4 separate regions of the Hordeum vulgare genome follow, and regions 1, 2 and 4 are each linked to region 3. A link is a contact called in public Hi-C data. All regions are on one chromosome and are shown on one strand. The core of a region is the stretch at or near the end of the contact, and the rest is flanking DNA. Distances in the headings are between cores, read along the strand shown. Region 1 holds the start of LOC123452813 (alanine aminotransferase 2-like). Region 2 holds the start of LOC123396026 (flowering locus K homology domain). Region 3 holds the start of LOC123396297. Region 4 holds the start of LOC123452749 (GTP 3',8-cyclase, mitochondrial).

What was found. A called contact is a pair of places that touch in the nucleus more often than the background predicts.
Region 1: a contact with region 3 is called in a Hi-C map of leaf, with 5 times the contacts expected there. The contact joins the promoter of LOC123452813 here to the promoter of LOC123396297 in region 3. A contact is called at or near these places in 2 of 6 Hi-C or Micro-C datasets (leaf and seedling) and 1 of 1 datasets of contacts at active chromatin or transcription factors (embryo).
Region 2: a Hi-C map of leaf shows a contact between it and region 3, with 2.0 times the contacts expected there. The contact joins the promoter of LOC123396026 here to the promoter of LOC123396297 in region 3. A contact is called at or near these places in 3 of 6 Hi-C or Micro-C datasets (leaf and seedling).
Region 4: a Hi-C map of leaf shows a contact between it and region 3, with 3 times the contacts expected there. The contact joins the promoter of LOC123452749 here to the promoter of LOC123396297 in region 3. A contact is called at or near these places in 3 of 6 Hi-C or Micro-C datasets (leaf and seedling) and 1 of 1 datasets of contacts at active chromatin or transcription factors (embryo).

Annotation. Positions count from the first base shown.
Region 1 is chr5H:48,492,458-48,496,025 of MorexV3_pseudomolecules_assembly, forward strand. LOC123452813 (alanine aminotransferase 2-like) reads right to left here and starts at 1,416. Exons shown (of 15, transcript XM_045129535.1): 1 at 1,213-1,416; 2 at 1,061-1,111; 3 at 794-844; 4 at 535-600; 5 at 396-457; 6 at 236-314; 7 at 63-167. The coding sequence starts at 1,263.
Region 2 is chr5H:49,271,067-49,274,517 of MorexV3_pseudomolecules_assembly, forward strand. It overlaps LOC123396026 (flowering locus K homology domain), which reads right to left and starts at 2,070. Exons shown (of 7, transcript XM_045091056.1): 1 at 1,925-2,070; 2 at 947-1,449. The coding sequence starts at 1,444. It overlaps LOC123396027 (ureidoglycolate hydrolase), which reads left to right and starts at 2,253. Exons shown (of 12, transcript XM_045091057.1): 1 at 2,253-2,530; 2 at 2,735-2,820. The coding sequence starts at 2,351.
Region 3 is chr5H:48,852,759-48,856,600 of MorexV3_pseudomolecules_assembly, forward strand. It overlaps LOC123396297, which reads left to right and starts at 2,417. Exons shown (of 4, transcript XM_045091271.1): 1 at 2,417-2,435; 2 at 2,578-2,966. The coding sequence starts at 2,417.
Region 4 is chr5H:49,115,953-49,119,759 of MorexV3_pseudomolecules_assembly, forward strand. It overlaps LOC123452749 (GTP 3',8-cyclase, mitochondrial), which reads right to left and starts at 1,807. Exons shown (of 7, transcript XM_045129458.1): 1 at 1,423-1,807; 2 at 650-1,264; 3 at 347-514; 4 at 5-196. The coding sequence starts at 1,692.

The DNA of each region.
Region 1 (3,568 bases), core at 166-2,665, 360 kb before region 3:
GAGTGTTATGCATAAGATGGTGGACGAAGGAATTGCTCCGCATATGGTGGATCAAATAGTACCGGCGCGGATGCTCCATCTGTCAGGAAAATGTCCTCCGCATTGCATGGGAAAGCATCACGAGTGGCTATTCCAGCAGCAATTGCATTTCGCAACCCTTCAGTACCCTAGAGGTGAAAAGTGTCAGGTCTCATTTCTGCATTTGTGAAAATAGGTTCAGGGTTCCCGATCTTGCCTGACAGTGGCTGTATCCTCCCATTGCTCTCCCAGGAATGAGGTCTAATATCTCTCTTGCCCTTGTTATTGCATCAGAACTGCAACAGAAAACAATCGAGTTGAACTACCGCTTATGAATATGAATGCATCTTGCCCATATGATGCGTGGTGTTAATTACCTGAATATGGAACTAGTTACACTGCAGTTTAGAAGATGCGGGTAATCACACAAGGCAAGAACCTGGAAGACAAGAAAGCATCAGAGCATGGAGAAACGAGAATGTTAATACAAGAGTTCATATGGAGCAAATCGCCAACCTCACGGAAGAACTTAATTGGCTGTTGTCCGAGGTAATGTGGATTGCTAAGGTTGCAATAGATTATCTGCCGGAAGAAATGGAAAAATTAATCACAGTAAAACGATAAAAAAAATGGTAGGAACACTAACAGAAGTAGATGATATTTGGGGAAAGTTTCAGTGGAAGATGATATTGAATTGTTTTTCAATGATGTGATGAGGTCCACAGGAATGTTCAGTTTGTTTTGCAATAACGTGATGGGATTCACAGGAACATACCTCATTGAAAGGGTATACACCTGGATTTGTTTCTAGCTCTTTCTGCATGCGCTGGACACCTCACCAAGGAACAGAAGAGAGGATCACTTGATTTGCATGATCTGCCAAAGCTAGGTGCAAAATACTACTACAGTAGTAGAGTGGCAATTTAACATGGCTCTGTCTCGTGTACAGCGGCTCAGACACACACATATACGGATACAGCAGCTTCCGTTTCTCTCTCAGGGATTTGAATGTCTTGGAAAATAGCGATTTTGGGGATGATACCTGCGCGCGGCGGGCCACGGCGCCCCCGAGGTGATCCGAGAGCGCCAGCACCTGCAAAACCAACCAGCCACCAGCAGCAGCATTGGACTTGGAGCACGGAAGCTGCTGTGGGTTGTGGATCGGACGGCGGCAGAGGCCTGCTACGTACGTACCTTTGGGTTGAGGGAGTCGACGGTGAGGGCGCGCGCGGAGGCGGGAGACATCGCCGCGACGACGGCGGGCGGGGGATCAAGCGGCGGCCTGGGAGGAGTGGGTGGCAGGCTTGGTTTGTTGGTTCTTGGTTGGCTGCCCAAGCCACAGTCCAAAGCTGCTTCACGTCACGTGGTACAGGAGTTGCTGTCGGAAACAAAAGCAATTCTGCAACTCCATTATTGTTCTTGTCGCTGTTGCATCAGAACTGCCATGCCATCTCGCGAGTCGGGGCGTACGTAGTACTTCTTCGCCGCGAAAGCCCGGGAGTATCCCCGGCGATTCGGCAAAATTACAGCGGAGCCGCCATCGAAGCCGATCCAACGGCTCTGCTCGCTCCATGCTAGCTCAAGGGGAGGCGCTCTGACCGTTGGATGCGTCCATTTACTGTTTGCCGTTCGTAAACGTCTCTCCTGGTTACTTTTACCGCCAATATCAGGAGTTAAACCGAGACTCTTTTCTGAAACTAGTAGTAAGTGTAAATGCACGTCTCGATTAATATATAAATATATGTTAACATTGACATGAATAAAAATATAGTTTGATTGCATTAAATATATTACAATTCAAAACAACATTTTCAAGTAGCATCACATGCATAGAGAAAAAAAAATACACTATTATCTTAGTATTTTCTATGGTAAACCTTTTCAGCCGACGTGGAGCGGTCTCATCCACTCGCTCGTGGCTACAGGGCCTACCACGTTATCTCTTTCCTCATCCCCGGGTCCTTCTCTTTCCTTTTTGCCAACCTCCCGGTTGCCATGGGAAATCCTACCCCAACGATCTCCTCCAGCGAGCACCCTCGAAGCCTACCACCGAACCATTGTCCTCCCCTCGATTTCCCCTCTCTCAACTGCTCTATGGCGACCGGAGCTGCAACGCGCATGGCCCGCTAAGTCGCATCCATGGCCGAAGGCGTAATTTACTACATGCTTCAACCGGCATCGAAATTTGATACAACCGACACCGCATTTTGCTACCACCGGTGTCGCATTTGGCTACATCGCACATGGCGTCGCGGCTTTTGCTACAATCGGTGTTTCATTTTGCTACAACCGGCATAACGTTTTGCTACATCCATCACGGCTGAGCTGCGACCCGTGACGGCAGAACCATGCTCGCGTTTGTTGCAATCGTTGATAGAAAAAGCTTCAACAATATATAAAAATGTTTCAACCGGCATAACGTTTTCCTACATCCATCACGGCTGAGCTGCGACCCGTGACGGCGGAACTGCTGGGGAACGTCGCATGGGAAACAAAATTTTCCTATGCGCACGAAGACCTATCATGGTGATGTCCATCTACGAGAGGGGATGAGTGATCTACGTACCCTTGTAGATCGTACAGAAGAAGCGTTAGTGAACGCGGTTGATGTAGTGGAACGTCCTCGCGTCCCTCGATCCGCCCCGCGAACAATCCCGCGATCAGTCCCACGATCTAGTACCGAACGGACGGCACCTCCGCGTTCAGCACACGTACAACTCGACGATGATCTCGGCCTTCTTGATCCAGCAAGAGAGTCGGAGAGGTAGAAGAGTTCTCCGGCAGCGTGACGGCGCTCCGGAGGTTGGTGATGACCTTGTCTCAGCAGGGCTCCGCCCGAGCTCCGCAGAAACGCGATCTAGAGGAAAAACCGTGGAGGTATGTGATCGGGCTGCCGTGGAAAAGTCGTCTCAAATCAGCCCTAAAACCTCCGTATATATAGGTGGGAGGGAGGGAGCCTTGCCTTGGGGCTCAAGGAGCCCCAAGGGGGTCGGCCGAGTCCAAGGGGGGAAGGCTCCCCCCCCAAACCGAGTTGGACTTGGTTTGGTGGGTGGGAGTCCTTCCCTTCCTTCCCACCTCCCTTTTTTTTTCTTTCTCTTTGATTTTTATCTCTATGGCGCATAGGGCCCTTTTGGGCTGTCCCACCAGCCCACTAAGGGCTGGTGCGCCACCCTTATGGCCTATGGGCTTCCCCGGGGTGGGTTGGCCCCCCGGTGAACTCCCGGAACCCATTCGTCATTCCCGGTACATTCCCGGTAACTCCGAAAACCTTCCGGTAATCAAATGAGGTCATCCTATATATCAATCTTCGTTTCTGGACCATTCCGGAAACCCTCGTGACGTCTGTGATCTCATCCGGGACTCCGAACAACATTCGGTAACCAACCATATAACTCAAATACGCATAAAACAACGTCGAACCTTAAGTGTGCAGACCCTGCGGGTTCGAGAACTATGTAGACATGACCCGAGAGACTCCTCGGTCAATATCCAATAGCAGGACCTGGATGCCCATATTGGATCCTACATATTCTACGAATATCTTATCGTT
Region 2 (3,451 bases), core at 820-3,319, 420 kb after region 3:
CAAAACTATCAATAGCTGCGTCCATACTAAATTAAGTCTCGGTTAGGACTACACTTAACTAGTCAAACCAATATCATAATATCCGTTTGTTCCTTGCTGGTTGCTGCAACAAAGGGCATACAGCCATTCCATATAAGCAGGTGGTTCATATTGCATTGTTTTTCATGAATAATACAATAGCTAAAAAGTTCTTTATAATATCTATGGTGATCCAATCTTCCAAATTGTAAACCTTCAGTCTGATTTAGCAGTGATAGTGAAATCATAATTAAATGGAGCACTATTAAGCCCCATATTAACCAGTCTAACTATTTTAAAACATTCAGAAGTGTCTGAACAAAATTGCCTATTCGGAACTCAAGGACAGTAAGCATCCCTAATTGAGTAATTGGCTCCCAATAAGAGAAAAATCAATCTGCAACTACAAATGTAGTTTAATACAGCATAAAACCTGAAACCAGTTGATCTTTTCATATGTATGATTTTTTTACCAAGTGAAGACTTACTAAGGCCTTCTATTTATCAACTACTATAGGCATCTACAATAGTAAAGTAAGTAAACTATAGCGCATCAAGACAATATACACACAAACGTTCTCAACTTCTGATAAGCTGGTAAATAAGAATGTGAGAAGGCAACCATCAACACAGAATGTAACTGCAGTGTGCTGTACAGTCCTATAGCTACACATAGTTGAAAGGCTTGCTAGCATATCAATCCTTAAGACAGGCACAAAAACAGATCATCATTATACAACGAACCGATATACCGCTGCATCGTTCTATTGAAGAAACTATAGAACAAAAAAAAATACTGATAGGGGCAACAGATCAACCTTGGTTTTCACATGTACTCAGGATGCCTAAAAAAGACCACAGACCTTCAACACTACTGGAAACTATGATAATAACAATTCAGGATGGAACAAGAGAATGAAGAACTCACAGCTCTTTCTGGAACACCTGGTGGGCCATCAAGAATCTTTATGCGGGCTTTGGATTCATCACACATTCTTTTGATAAACTCCCCTTTGCGGCCAATGAGAGCACCCACCTTTTGGGTAGAAACCAGTACACGGAACACACTTTCTCCAGGCCACCCAGGCCATTTCGTGTCTTCCGCCACCACATTGGCCAGTTGGTCTGCCTCAGCTTCCCCACCATCAACGTTTGCTGGCTCTTCAAGTGAACCAATAGCCTGGTCCTCTCTGTTCTGATCCCCCATATCCTCATCTTTCACAGTCACCTGCGCTTCATCGCTGGGGTTCTCAGATTCTTCGTTGTTTGTGCCTTTGGGTTCCTCGTCAGCAGATGGCTTTTCTGCTTCTTCCTCAGGATTGGCTTGTCCCTCAATGCTAGCATCGGCTTGCTCGCCGCTGGTAGGATCAGGGATGTCGTTCATCTCATGCTCCACGACAGCAGGAGTCTCAGCAGGCCCATCCATATTCTCTGGAGCACACAACAAAAAAACCACTGTCAACCACAGCCAAGTAGCATAAACACTCTGCACATACTCTAGATGCGCTAGTCACAGCATCAACTAATCTCTGCACATGCTCTAGATGCGCTAGTGACAGCATCAACTAATCACTAAATAAACCAACCAGATGCTGCTCTGGACCACACCAAGCACACGGGCCGCGGATCCACGCGCAAACCCTAAGCGTCAGTCGCCAGGAGCGACATGGAGGACGCACGGCCTCCGAACCCTAAATCCAGAGCACTGGAGGGCGCGCCACCATGCCCCGTACCGCGCGTCCGCATCCAGAGTAAGCCAACACACACACGCGCGCGCGCGTGCAAGGCTGCAGCCGCCAGCGAGTTATTCACCTACGCTCGACCCCGCGAGCAAGCTACAGGGTCACGGATGGCAGAGTGCGAGCGAGAGGGAGAGAGAGAGAGAGAGAGGGTGCAGAGCGTGAACCTTGTACGGATGTGGAATCAGGCCTCGCCGGAGAGGAAGCACGGCCGCCGCCGCCGCCGCCGCCGCCGCGGGAGAGGTGTGGGCGAGGGTTTTGACGGGAGCGAAGGAGCACGGGGGAGGGGATTTGGGTCGAGAGCGGGTTGTGTGCTCGTGCGCTTGCCGTTTTCGACATCGCTATATACGGGCTGCAGCGGCCCTGCGGGCCGGGCCCAAACGAGTCTATGGGCCATGGCTCTTCGCGCTTCTCTTGTGGGCCGGGCCGGGTGGGCAGCGGGCCCCACCGAGCCAGTTGTTTAGTTCGTTTGTTTCGTGGTGGACTCATGTCGTCTTCCTCGCCACCACACCACTGCAGTGCCGTCGCGTCATCTCCCACCTCCCACATCGGGCCAGCGGAAGCGGAGGCAGCGGCTGCGTGCGGAACCAACCATGCTCCCCTTCCTCCTCTCCCTCTTCCTCCTCGTCGGCGCCGCAGCGGGGGTACAGGGCCACGACGACGCGGCGGCGCGGCGGACGATGGAGGAGTTCGCCGGCTTCCCCGCCTCCGACGACGGCGAGGGCGGACGCGCCTCCCCCTTGCGCGTCGACTCCGACAGCCTCCAGCGCCAGGTGCCATACTCCCCTCCCCCTTGCGCTGCTTTCCCGTCCGTCGCGCCGGCCAGGCCAGCCCGCCGGTAACGCCTGTTGCTCCGGGGACGTGGCGCGGGCGGGATTAATGGACTGTGGTCCGCGGCGCGGTCCCGTTCTGATTGGCGCTGATGACGTGGGGTTGGTAATGTGGTGATGGTTTTCTCTTCCGCTTTGGTTGCGCAGATTGATGAACTGGCCTCGTTCTCCGACTCGCCGGCGCCGTCGGTGACGCGCGTCCTGTACAGCGACAAGGATGTTCAAGCTCGTAGGTGAGGATAAAACAGCCAGTTCAGGTTTCCCTACCCCCGGCTCGTGAGGGTTAGCTATATGTTCCCTGGTCACGAGAGTTATTAGCGAGTAGTTGCAATTACAATAGCTTCATTTGCCTTTACTCTGATTGCCTCGAGTTCTCTTGGAGCCAAATTGGAACTCCACAGAAATTTATTTCATTGGCCTATACTAATTAATTGATCAGTCTGGATTATTAGGATCTGAATTTGCATTGCTTCTGATTTCACAGTGGCCGTCACATTTTGAATGGTTCTGTGCAAAGTGTAAAATGACGCTAGGCATTAATTGTGAGTTTTTGCCACTGCCTTGTGCTTTTCTGACCAAAGTGCACGCTTAACTGCATTTATGTGCACATTAAGCGCAAGGAACCGCTAGGCGTTTTGCTCTCGCCTAGAACCACCTTTTGTAACCATGGTTGTGTGTACAGTATACCTGGGCATATGTCGGGCCGGGCTGGAAAAAAGCCCGCTGCTGAAAACCCAGGCCCGAGCCCGGCCCGGCCCGGCTGTCGGGCCTAATAAATCGGGTCTGAGCCTAAAAAGCCCGACCGGCCCGGTCTGACTGCGGCTGAAATTTTGTTTTTCACAGGCCCGAGCCCGACCCGGCTTG
Region 3 (3,842 bases), core at 1,167-3,666:
TCATTTATTCATATATATGTATTGACCCCCTTCTTCAAATTAGATATTTCGGATGCGAGATGAACTCCTAGCACCAGATCGTATGCGAGGAATTCAAGAGGAATTGGCGGCATTCTTTCTTGACCACGTGATCGCTAAAGACGGGGAATACTATGTGGACCCTGCAGGGTTCAATTTTAATTAGGAGATTATATTCTAAAAGATATTTATATTGTATATATGTAGCCAGTAGCGTCGGATAGATATACGAGAACTTGTTGTTCGACCAATCTCTCAGAGAAGGAGAGGTGGTCGATATCACTTCTCTTTGTATGCATCTGTTCATGACGATCTTCTGTTTCCTTCATTTGCTTAACTAGCTAGTGTGTCTAGTCCTCTCTATACGTATAGTACGTAGCGTCGACCAAGCACGGAGATAAGAAAGGACACTTCTCTCTATTAATTAGCATGCTAACACAATATATGAAACACCTAAATTAACCCCCAAAACCCCCAAACCCTTCCCCCCCTTTCAAAAAAAACCCAGCACCTGAGATGCTGACGCGTGGATGCCTATTGGTCCCGGTTGGTGCCACCAACCGGGACCAAAGGGCCTCCTGCCTGGGCTCGCCGCACCGGCCACGTGGAGGCCCATCTGTCCCGGTTTATGCAAGAACCAGGACTAAAGGTTTAGGGCATTAGTACCGACACTTTAGTCCCGGTTCAAAAACCGGGACAAATGGCCCTCACGAACCGGGACAATAGGTCCTTTTTCTACTAGTGTTCCTCACGAGGGAGCCGATGACATGGTTCGGCAATTGCGCCTTTGGAGGCTTCGTAGGGACAAATTCCCACTGACTGCATGATGAAAAAGACAAGCATGTGTGAGTGGAAAAGTTGTGGTATTTCAAAATAATTTGCAAATCAAATGCTTACCAATCTCCCGTCGGAGTTATGAGAGGACGATCGGTGGTAGCCGTTGGTTCCGGGACCTTCCCCGGACCACACCCTAATTTCTTCCTCTTGGAAGTGTTGCTCGACGTAGACCCCTAGCCATCCCAGTGCACCATGTCGCCAGACTCGGTAGCGAGCTGATCTTCTCCTTGAAAGGACCCACCGACATCGTCATCCGATGATGGGTGCTCATCGGCACTAAGCTGGTGGGAGCCGGACGACTCAGTCGTACCAGAGTTGCTCGTGTGGGTCAACCTACGGTTCATGACTCTCCGATACTTACAGCGAGAGCCCCCCTCAGAATCTGAAAAAAATAGCTATACTTGCATCGTGATATATAAAAATCATCAGAGTCAATATTCACATATTTACAAACAGAAAATGGAAAGATAATATTCGTAACAACAAATTAGAGGTAGACAGGAAACAGAAAATTGGTATTTGTTTCTTGTGTAGGTTATATATGCATATCATATAAACGGGGAATTAAACAAAATCTAAAATGGACACTTGAAATATCTGTTCGAAAGAAGAAAAAAAATCTGATTTCTTGAAATTCTGCATAGATGTTAGATTCTTCTAGGCTTGCAGGATCACCTACAAATGTTGCATCAGGTCCTTTATTTCAATGTATCGTCAAGTTCATTGGACATACCCAGTTCCCAGTTTCTAGGAAATTTGGATCTAATTCAGCATAAGGTTTAGACTGTGAGAGCTAGGGCCAGGATTGCTCTCAACCATCAGGCACCCTCACGCTTAGGAAAATACCGTTGAAAGATGGAATAGAGTAAGTTATAAAAATTAACTGCTAAACTATGATTACGTGCTGATAAATGTTGATGATAATTAAGAAATGATGTGTTTTGATCAATGTTGTCAAATGAATGGGATAGTGTAGTGTCATAATTAATGAGAATGGTAACCTGAGACTTTGCATGAAGGGGCAAATCATGTTTGGAGAATGAAACCTTCAGATTACATAAGTGAAGTTAGTTTCCACTCCACTTGTAGGCAAGCACTGCTCTTTAATTTGGAAGTGATTATCATCTTTAAGAAGGGAGATCAATGCGCTTAATATGGTGTACATGATGTTATGATCCGTTTTATTTATTTCTTATGTGACATCAAGACTTCTTTCGCTCAGTTTTCTTTGTTTAGATCTTACTTCCATTCTGTAGCCATACAATATCATTTATTATACCGTTGTACTCACATGAACAATCCTTAGCTGACTCTTTGTTCCAAAAGGTTGGCAGTGGCCACTTTCACATTATATCTGCAGTGCTTAGTAAACTACATGTTATGTAAACTGCTTATTCTAGCATGAACATGGAGTATGAAAAATTTGAATTTTTTATTGTATCCCATGGTGAGGGTTCCATACCGCACGAGGAAATATGAGAGGCATATACTTTTTTTTCAAGGCAATAAATCACACCTGTTGCGTTCATATCTGGTAAGGCAAATTTCTCAGAGGAGGGATATGAAGAAACGAAATTCAGGTATGGATCTGTGCATATCACATTTTTTATTAATAGGAAAAAATGTATATGAGTTATTCATGATATGATGTGATTGAGATAATACATAAGATAAACCCAATCGCTGTCTGGCGAGCGAGCGTGATTTGTCGCGTTGGAGCAGCCGCTCCACGACCGTCCATCACGCGCAGCACACGTGGCCCCAGCGGACCGACCAGGTGGGCGGTGTTATTGTGTCCAAATTTTTGGGAAACGCACCGCTTCGTCCCGCTGTTTTCCCCATCTCTCTCCTCGCTCTCACCTGCGGCCAGCCAAAATCCTCACCACAATCCCTCGAATCCTCTCAGCCTCCGCGCAGGTGCGGGCGGCGTGAGAGCCGGCGACGAAGCAAATAGTCGAACGCGGCGAAGGATCCAACTCCAGTTCGTCGGGGCGAGGGACGGAGAAGGTAGGAGCGACGGGCGGATTGGCCGGTGGAGTTGGTGGTTCAGCGCGAGGCGGTGTGGATCCCTCCCAAAGATTCCAGATCCTGATGCTGCGACGGGCGGAGTGGTCAGTTAATCCCCCTCTCCCTCTCATCTCACTGGTTTTTGGGTGTTCGTCGCTGACGGTAGATCGGACGGAGAGCCTCTCGGGGGGAGGTTAGGGAGAGAGGGGGAGGTGTAGTAGCGGAGGCTCAGCTCAGGCGTCGCGAGGAGAGGTAGGGGGGGCGAAGTTACTCGTGCTCTCCGCAGTGCGGTACGGGGAGTGGGGGAGGTGGAGAGGACGGCGCGAGTTTGAGCTGAGCTCAGGCGCCGCGGGGAGAGGTAGGAGGGAGTGGGGCGGGCTGGCGAGATGAGGAAGGAGAGGCCCTCGACCCGATTTTGTGTCCATTTTTGCTCGTTAGGCATTTTTACAGAATTTCAGTAAGCAATTCTGTAAGTTTTTGTAGGCAATTCATCTGTATTTACTAGGCAGTTTGTGTTACCTGAAGTAATTTTTGAGTTATAGTAGTGTGTCTAATGCGGGGTAGTGGTCAGCATGTTCTTTCAGCACTTTTTTGCCTGGGGGGAAACAACACTGATGGAAGGTGTTGAGGGGCAATAGTAGTGATGTTCTGGGGGGAATACGGTTGGAATAGGACAACATTTTCACTGAAATGACAGGCTTCTACTAGTAGCACTTTGTTATCAGAATGTGTAATGCATGTGCTGTCGCCATTTAGTTTTTGAAGATTGAACATTCCAGATGACTGTTATATTCTGCAACAGAATTCTCAGATAGGTGTGTTTCGTTTATACCTGAACAATGCAGGTTTATTTGTCGCATCAGGAAGGCACCAAAAAACATGTCTCATTCAGTACAATTTGGTGTGGTGTATATGCTATTTTCCTGGGAGAAGTACAGATATGTTGTCTGAATTTTTGCAACTGCTGCAAAGTTCATTCA
Region 4 (3,807 bases), core at 557-3,056, 260 kb after region 3:
ATACCTCCGAGGGGCCAAATAAGCACACTTTGAAGTTGCCATCAGCCAATAATCGCAATCTATTGCAACCAGCACAAAAATGCTCTGTCATTGATGTAATAAACGAAATTGTTCCAACATGCCCGTCAATCTTGAAATTCTTTGCGGTGTCTGAAGGGTGATCTTGAAGCCTCTCTACACCTTTAAACCGTTGACGCTGATACACGGGCGTAAATAAAATAAATTATTTGTAGCTTACATAATAAAGATACAGCAGAAAAAGATAGTTTAGTAATAATTCCACAGCTATATGTCGGAGGATGAATGCAATGGTTTTAAAGAAAGTTAAGTTCAAGCATGTACTTACCACTTTATCCAGTATCTCTGCATAAGGGACCAGCTTCTTGACATTCCAAACATTACCATCAAATGGCATGAACTCAATAAATCGAACATTAATAGGCTTGTGTCTAGTCAATTCAACAAAATCGCAGATTTCATCATCATTCATTCCACGCATGACAACACAGTTTATCTGGCAGCAGAAAAGGGATGACGGGAAATATGTCAACAAATTATGTATAGTATTAAATGAATAAGTCTCTACTTTTTGAAATGATATTCGAAAACAAAGCACTGAAATAATTTAGTGTGCAAAAGAACTGCATGCCTTGACGGGGTCATATCCAAGTTGTATGGCAGTGTCTATTGATTCCATGACCTTGGAGTGCCCTTTCCGCCTCGTCATGAATTCGAACTTTGCAGGGATCAATGTGTCCAAGCTAATATTTAAAGCGTTAAGACCACATTCTTTCAGTCTCGGGAGCTTCTTGGAAAGAACGATCCCGTTTGTGGTCATCGCGATAGTTTTCAGCCCCTTTAGGCCTGAAAGATGCAAGCAGATATCTTCGAGGTCTTTCCTAACTGTCGGTTCCCCGCCAGTCAACCTGATCTTGTCCACACCAGAAGTAACAAAAAGATTGGCAATTCGGATTATCTCGTGGTGCGACAGAAGCTCTGCCTTCGGTGTGAGCTCGACTCCTTCGGCAGGCATGCAGTACTGACATCTCAGGTTACAGCGCTCGGTCAAGGAGATCCTCAAGTAGTTGTGGAACCTCCCGAACGAATCTACAAGCATATCCGATGTCGGCGTCTCCACCGGTAGCGCTTCTGGCTTTGTGGCGCAACAGGTGGAGTATGCATTTGAGCGCCTATGGGCGTAGGTGGCTCTGGTTGGAGCGGAAGTGCTGGTCAGACTTCGGAGCCCTACCCTCATAGGATCAACCTACAAAAAAAAAAAATCGCAGGGTTAGTGTGGGAAAAGTTTATCGTATCGAAAACCGCTAGCTCGCCTTCGTCTCCAAATCAAAATTGATAAAAAGGGAAATCGGCACAATCGGGCAGAATGGGGGATGGATGGACCGCGGGTCCAGGAGCGGGCACCTGGTGGTCGGGCATGTTGAGGCGACGGAGCTGGTGGTGCGGCCATCTCCCGGCGACGGGAGCGGAGAGGGGGCGGGGGGCGGGAGCAGCCGGCGGCGGCGGGACGACGGTGGGGGAGCGGCTCGAGGGCGTCGCCGGCGAGCTCCATGGGTCCCTCTCCCCCGTCACGGCTCCGCGGGAGGTCGGAGGGGGGAGGCAGGGAGGCCGCCGGGAGGCGGAGAGGAGGCGGCGGCGGAGAGTGGAGGTCGCATGGGAGGCGGCGGGCTGCATCAGGGGCGGAGAGGTTGAGTTACTTCTCCGATTGACTGACTGGTGGGGTCAAACTCGGCTGTACTGTACTGGTCGCCGATCGCTACTCATTCCGTTGAAAGGAACGTGATATGATACGGAAGTAGATATGATTTGATTATGCTCCAGCCAATCAATCAGGCAGACAAATGGGAATCGGAGACGAACTCGGCACCTGTCGCTTGGCCGCATCGGTGGGGCAACATATAGGGTGACACTAGCGTCGAAGCGCCTTTTCTATATATATATATATGTATATATACTGCTACCTCCGTCACAGTTTAGAAGACAATATTTAGATTGTCAATTTAATTTATATAAAATCTATTGTTTAATATAAAAATTATATCATTAAAAAATAGAACATCTAAAGTTTTTAAAAATATATTTTTTGTAATATATGTTTATCATTAAGTTGATCAAATTGACGACCTACGTACACGTGCCGGACTTATAAACTGAGATGAAGGGAGTAGTAACAATGCCCGTGCGTTGCACCGGATTAAATTATCGATTTTTTATCATGAATTTTGTATTTGAAAAGCCCGTTCCTCCCTCCCCCTCCTCTCATGCCCTCCGTCAAAACCTACTTAAACTCCACACCGTCATTGAAGTGCAAGTAGATATGTAACATACGACAATCCATTATAGCAACTAATACCTATAATATCTTATAATATGAATATTATGGTAGGGGAAGTGGAATCCAGGGGAGCGACGAGCAGGGGAGATACCTTGCGAGAAGTAGGAGGCGCCCACTGTCGAGTAGGCTGGGCACCGTTGTTGGTGGGGCTGCGGGATGGACGTCAACAGGCAGCTCGTCCATGCTCCCCGCATGGTCAACGAGCAGTTGCGGTTTTATTTATTTTTTAAAAAATATGATTGAATATTTTTCTAAATCCTTGTATCCATATATAAAAACAGACACACCGATATATAAAAATAAAATGGTCGAAAAAGTTGCTCATAAATATAATGAATTGTACAATGCCTATATTTTTTCTCTGAGGGAAATCATGTACTCACTTATTTGGACCTTGCTGGCACAATTTGGTATTGAAAACTCCTTATTTCAAAATGCGCCAACGCATGACAACATTGTAGGCAGGAACACAAATTGAGGTTTAGAAGAAATATGGAAACCATGTACTCACTTTGCAATTTATTATTAGACTGGTGAACCACTTAATCTCAACCGTACAATAATAACAAAATGAGTTTTGATGTCCATGACAAAGGGAGGATATTCTGTATAGTCCGCAGCATGTGATTAGGCTATGTTTTTTTCGTCGTGCATGTAGAGACGTCATGCATCCCATAATAATCCTCAAATCCCTTCATCCTTTTATAGCCCGCAATTTTCTTTCACACGACACTTATGCAACGTCACGCACCTTCTAGCCAGTTTGTTATCTTGATTACTCACGGACATATTTAAATTAAATATATAGGGCGAGGTGGGACTTTTCTTTCTTTTTGCTATCGCGCATATACGCTAGCCTCTGCCTCCGTCCCGCTCAATGAGACGACCATCTCCCTGGAGTGCACGGGGCTGCAGCTGTACCATGATAGCGGTAGGTAGGCTGGGCGCTTCCTAGACCATGGTAACGGTAAGTAGACTGGGCGCCTCTACCTCTGCTAGTCCAAGAAGGACGCTGCCGTGTGGCTCGTTGCCTGATGCTCCTCTACAGGCACTACAGCGAGCCCTTCTTCGGCGAGGTTGACAGACGACCACAATGCCAGGGCGCGGCGAGTGCATGGAGGTGTGGAGCGTTTAGGGCGTTGTCGCCAAGCCAAGTTGACCACGCTGGCGCTGACGCCGCCCATCCTCCTCCCCCTCCCTCCCCACCGGCGCAGGCTCCTCCGTCAGGCCACGCCGCACCGTGCGAGCCGTCGTATGATGCAAGCTCGCTGTCGTCACCGTCTCCTACGCGGCGCCCGCAGCCGCTCCCGTATCTGTGGTCGCCGTCCGCCTATGCCTCCTCACAGGCAGATGCTCCTCTGCCAGGGCGGCTCTACGCCGTGCGGGCCGCCGTCCGATGCTAGCTCGTTGCCGCCACCGCCTCCTCCGCGGTGCCCATGGCCGCTCGTGGATCC